2 separate regions of the Mus musculus genome follow, and region 1 is linked to region 2. Evidence: chromatin contacts called from public HiChIP or PLAC-seq data. All regions are on one chromosome and are shown on one strand. Each heading gives the region's core, a stretch centred on a gene start, on an enhancer-like site or on the middle of the called end of the contact. The rest is flanking DNA. Distances are from core to core; before and after follow the strand shown.

Region 1 (2,700 bases), core at 5-2,504, 120 kb before region 2:
CTCCTGTAAGTTTTAGACCTTAACATTCATGTATTATGTCTCTATATAGTGTCAGTATATTTTTCTGAGATTGAGTTATGCAGGGTATCTCAGATTAGCCTTGAACTCATGATCTTCCTGTCTCAGGCTCCTCTGGAGTGTTGTGCCATCATGCCCAGCTAAATTCCATTCATTCTCACCTTTTCTTTCCCTCCATCCCCATTAGCAATTGCTGCCTAGGTAGCATTAAATGTTATAACATAGTAGGTCTTTTGTTTACCATCCCTTCTTTGTATAACAGAAATCATCCTGTAAAGAGAACATCCTTCTTTTTTTTTTTTTTTTTTTTTGGTTTTTTTTTTTTGAAACAGGGTTTCTCTGTATAGCCCTGGCTGTCCTGGAACTCACTTTGTAGACCAGGCTGGCCTCGAACTCAGAAATCCTCCTGCCTCTGCCTCCGGAGTGCTGGGATTAAAGGTATGCGCCACCACGCCCTGCTAAAGAGAACATTCTTTCACCAAATGTTTCCCCTCTGCAATGCAAATTCAGCTCACACAGGTAAATATCTGAACCATTCCAGTTTAAAGCAGTTGATTTGCTTCCTCAAATCCTCCAAACTAGAGAAGTTAGCAATTACAGGAGACATGTTTGATCCCCAAATTTCTAGGTTGATAAGCCATGTTTTGAGTTGGAGAAAACCAGAAAAGAAAATAAATATCATTTTTAATTTTTAATATATCAAGATTAAATGAGAGGATATAGTAGTCTAATTTTCTCTTCTATATTTTGCTGTTTGGCTCTGGTATAATTTCTGTGGCTTATAATGTAAAACTTTGATAAAAACAGATGCTGTTAAAGGCAAACTTGAAAACACTTGGAGGAAAACCATTTTCCCCTTTTAAGAAGGAATGTGATCTGTCTGCGCTAGAGAGAATGGCCTCCTTATCATCAGTAAAAGAAATGAGCTAATACAGGAAGCAAAAGGAATTCTTTGCAGAAATAAAATAACCTTACTTTTTCAAAAATAAGGAAAGCACAAAAGCATGTTTCCGACTATACCACTACAAATACACAGCTGGATACATATTATGAAGGTAGAGAAAGGCTGGGATGACAAATAACAAACTCAAAACCAAGTGGAAAGGAAGAAAATAAAGCTATAAAGAAAATAACAAACATCAGTTTGCCATCCCAGTGAATAGCCGCTGTGCTGAGTTGAAAGCTAGCAACTGACTGTGTCTGTAAGCCAACCATTTCCAAGGGCCAGCGAAGACTCAGATTCCTTTGTTCCTACCCAGAAAAACAAAGACCAGCAAAGACAAGACAGAGCAGCAACAAAGAACCAGAGGAAGGTCAGATGATGGAGCAAAAAAAAAAAAAAAAAAAAAAAAAGAAGAGTCAGAGGAAGGTCCCAGTGTCCTTATCACCACCTCCAAGGGAATGATTACCAGAAAGTGGGAAGACAAAATCCTGTCGTTCACCCTGTGTATGTATGGCAGGCTGAGGCAGGTGATTAGTGAATGAATGTTACACTTGTTCTACGAGCCACGGGAGCAATAACTAATTTACTGTAAGAGGACAACAGGATGCCTCGTCACCAGTCTCCACAGCATTTTGGAATTCTACTCACTTTATACCTTTAAAATGCCAAGCAATTTTGGTAACTTCTCTTTTTTAAAAAAAATTTTTTAAAAGGATAAAATATTTCATGACTATCTAAATGACTCAGCCAGAAAGCTCTGATCATTGTCTTTGAGCCACTAAGGGAGAGTGTTACAGAGACAAGACAATGCTAAGCCATGGCAATACAGGCTCATGAAGCTGAACAGAGCCAGCCGCCCTCCTGGCTCACCGTATGTGAGGAGGAGGACCACAGCAGTGCGTCAGACCTTCAGTTATGACCAGTGGATATGAACGAAACTTTACTATGGGGGAGGCAGGGGGGTGGGGGGGGAGACAGTCAATTCTGAGCCTTCCAAACATGAACACTTTCCATGAAACTGCACTGATAACAATCCAAATGTAAACACAGTCTGCAAAGACAAAGTTCAGATGGAATCATATGGTGTTTATTAATAAGTCTATGGAGTGAATGAGGGCAAACAGAGCAAGGCCTAAGCATCTTTTTAAGGAAGACGCCACCGTGAGCAATGAAATATCCAAGGAAACACATCCAAGGTGCTCCCTCAGGCACACCATCCCTGGTCTCTCCATAGCAAGAGTCTCTAGGGGAAGGATCAGCCTTTCTAGAAGCCACAATGATTTCTGTTGGGTCCCAGGAGCCAAGCTATCTGTGGGATTCCACAAAAAATAAAGGGTAAAATGACTAGGTATAAAGAGCTCAGCTAGGGGCTGGAGAGATGGCTCAGCAGTTAAGAGCACTGGCTGCTCTTCCAGTGGTCCTGAATTCAATTCCCAGCAACCACATGGTAGCTCACAACCATTTGTAATAGGAACTGATGCCCTCTTCTGGTGTGTCTGAAGACAGCAACAGTGTACTCATACATACAATAAACAAATAAATAAACCTAAAACAAACAAAAAAAAAGAGGCCAGTCACATAAGGTCACATATCATTAGCTCAGGGGGTGGGATCTCTAAAAAGCACTGTAGGTATGTGGCAGAGCTCTGTGCCATCTAAAGAGTTCTGAAAAGATCACTGCAGGTATGGGCCATGACTCCGTGCCATCTGAACAGAACTGTAAAGTTATAAAGGTCTCA
Region 2 (2,700 bases), core at 87-2,586:
GCACCCGGCTTGCTCCTACTCGCGGCTCTGCAACCTGTCCCAGATCCAGCAGCTATAAACTCGGAGGAGCTAAAGGCAAGATTTTATGGTGAGATGTGACTATATTTGATGAATGACACTTAAAAAACAGGCATGAAGGCCTGTCGCAAGTGAGAAGGCAGTGCAGAGAGGTGTGAGAAACAAAGAGGATCATGGGAGAAGCCAGGCAGGAAAGCAAGCAGAGAGGTGGGGCCAGGGACACAGGAAGCCGAAGACAAAAGAACAGGAGGGGCTTTGAAAATTGAAGTCATACTAAAGACCTAAACACTTCTTCAGTATCTCAGCTGCAATCCTTACAGCTTTTCCAATGGCCACTATACACTCAGAGTTGTTAAGACACAAAAATAAGCTTATAAGGTTAAGAGACAGAGCTGGGTTGTGGTGGCAGCAATGGCACAGGACTTTAATCCCAGCACTCAGGAGGCAGAGGCGGGCAGATCTCTGAGTTTGAGGCCAGCCTGGTCTAGCTTTATAGCTAGTTCCAGGACAGCCAGAGCTACACAAAGAAACCCTGTTTCAAAAAATACCAAGAAGGAGGGAGGGAAGGAGAGAGAGAGAGGGAGGGAGGAAAGGAGAGAGAGAGATCGATCAAGTAAAAGATGGAAACACATAGAAACTGAACTGCCAACACAGTGGGGGAGGGAGGATGTGTGGCAACACAATCTTACAACTATGTCTGTTATCAAGGGCATCCTCCAAATATCTGTTCTCAAAGAACAGCTTCATCTTGAGGTCCACCTATTTCTGGACTGTTTCTGGAAAAAGATTCCTGAGGTTGATGCCAGCCCTATCCTAACTTGGGCAGTCTCAGCCACAGAGTAGATACTGTAGCACTGGCTCAAGCAGAGAACAGACTGGACTGAGAGGAAGCAGCAAGACAAGCCTGCGGCACGCAGAGGCCCGGGTCTGCACAGCCACCAAGGGCATGGTTGCATAAAACACAGGAACTGGGGTAAAGGTCCCAAAAAACCCCGGCAAGTCCTCCTGTATCACCCTACTCCCCAGTGCTCTGCAACCTGCCCCAGATCTAGCAACTAGAAAGAACCACTCGATATGAAATAACTCCGGTTGTTAAACATTTTAAACATCAATATCTCTACCAATGAATGAAGTTAATCAGGGCTACTGAAGTTTGGTGCTGAAGCTCCGAGCAGGACTTCAAATCCCAAAGGTAATGAAAGGGAGGCAGCAGCAGTCAGTCAGGGGTAGATGTTTGGCCAAGACTCCCTATCAAGCCCCCCAGACTGGCTGCTATGCAGGAACCAAAGAGCAGAGGTCCCGGCATACACTGCGCTGGTCAGAAATGTCTCCAAACCGCCCCAGCCCCATCACTGTGCACAGGAGAGGAAGGGCTGACTGATGCTCCTGACTATGTTATGGGAACGAGCTTTTGGCCCCTGCTGAGATGAAGTGTATATTTGGTCTGTGTTCAAGACTTAAATGCTTTTCTGGCAGTACATTCTCTTTCAAAATCTGCTTACTCTGGAGGTGTACTTATCAGAAAGCTGGGGGGAGGGGATGCAGAGGGAGTTGTCCCATGACCTAACAGCCGCTGATAATGTATTCTGAGTAAAGAGGAGAAACGGGGAGCAGGACGCAGGCTTCCCGGCAATCGGAGGTCAATGCGGTCACTGAGAAATGCTGTGCAGTGAGTTTTTGTCACAGCCCCTTACAGTGTCCAGTTCTCCTGCTCTCCCTCCATTCGCCACACCCCCTCAGCACTGGGCGGAGCACGGCACAGACTTCAGCATGCCACGCCCACTCTGCACTCTGTGGAGGCGCAGCCTAGATCTCAGCAAGCACTGCACCGGGGGACCCTTTCCTGGGAGGATGCTACTGAGTCTGAAGCAGTGGCTAAAGCTATCATGATGTTGTACAACCTTCCCTGGAGTCTCCCTGATATTCCAGCAAGAACTACGAACTTTCCAACCTCCACCCCTTGACTCTGGTTGGCTTCCCCAGTTCGTGAACTTGACTGGAGTTTGTTCCAGTGTGACTTTTTGTAGCGTTCTTCAGCCTGACGTACTCAGAATGCGTTCACGGCCATGATAACTCCACCCCCACACCGACTCCACCACCCCACCACTGTCGGGTTCTGTTTCTCCTACCTACGTTCTTTCAGACTCTCCACAGGTTTTGACTTTGGTTCTTTTACCTGTCTGACATGCTCAGAAAATACTGATCACAAAACATAAGTCCTCCTATAAATGTACCATTTATGTCTGAACTAAAAATCTGTCTGAATGACCCTGCTCTATCTTTCTAAAACATCCTTCCAAAACAATCCCTAGCAGTAACACAGATCCTACTTATCTTCCTAGACTGATAGAGATTTAGCAAGGATTCCGATAGATAGTATTTCAAATGCACATCTTTCTAACTGAATAATTTTCCAACATATGGCTCCACCATTCTTTATTATATCACTAACTCAAACTGAGATACTTTAAATTTTAATTGTATGGAATACAAGAAGCAAGGTATATGTGTGTGTGTGTGTGTGTGTGTGTGTGTGTTTCCCTAGGCTAGTTGGTTGTTCCTTTGTCTGTTGTTGTTGTTGTTTGTTTGTTTGTTTGTTTGGCACAGGCTAGAGTCACTGGGAAAGAAGGACCATCAATTGAGAACATGCTATCATCAGATTGGCCTATAGGCCAAGTCTAT

Evidence for each region. HiChIP or PLAC-seq counts read pairs in DNA pulled down with a chosen protein or histone mark.
Region 1: an H3K27ac HiChIP or PLAC-seq map of embryonic stem cells shows a contact between it and region 2, with 7 read pairs. The contact joins two enhancer-like sites. A contact is called at or near these places in 1 of 484 Hi-C or Micro-C datasets (embryonic stem cells), 2 of 115 datasets of contacts at active chromatin or transcription factors (both in embryonic stem cells) and 2 of 9 other capture datasets (adipose tissue and pancreatic islet).

What each region holds. Positions count from the first base shown.
Region 1 is chr1:34,064,410-34,067,109 of GRCm38.p6, reverse strand. All of the region lies in intron 4 of Dst (dystonin), which reads right to left. Among named protein-coding and RNA genes, the nearest start is that of Mir6896, 52 kb to the left of the region's middle. Within about 2 kb of position 1,254, at least 8 of the 459 cell types and tissues checked have an H3K27ac peak or open chromatin away from gene starts, as enhancers often do. A contact at or near this core is called in embryonic stem cells, where this site is marked.
Region 2 is chr1:33,944,222-33,946,921 of GRCm38.p6, reverse strand. All of the region lies in intron 2 of Dst (dystonin), which reads right to left. Among named protein-coding and RNA genes, the nearest start is that of Dst, 37 kb to the right of the region's middle. Within about 2 kb of position 1,336, at least 65 of the 459 cell types and tissues checked have an H3K27ac peak or open chromatin away from gene starts, as enhancers often do. A contact at or near this core is called in embryonic stem cells, where this site is marked.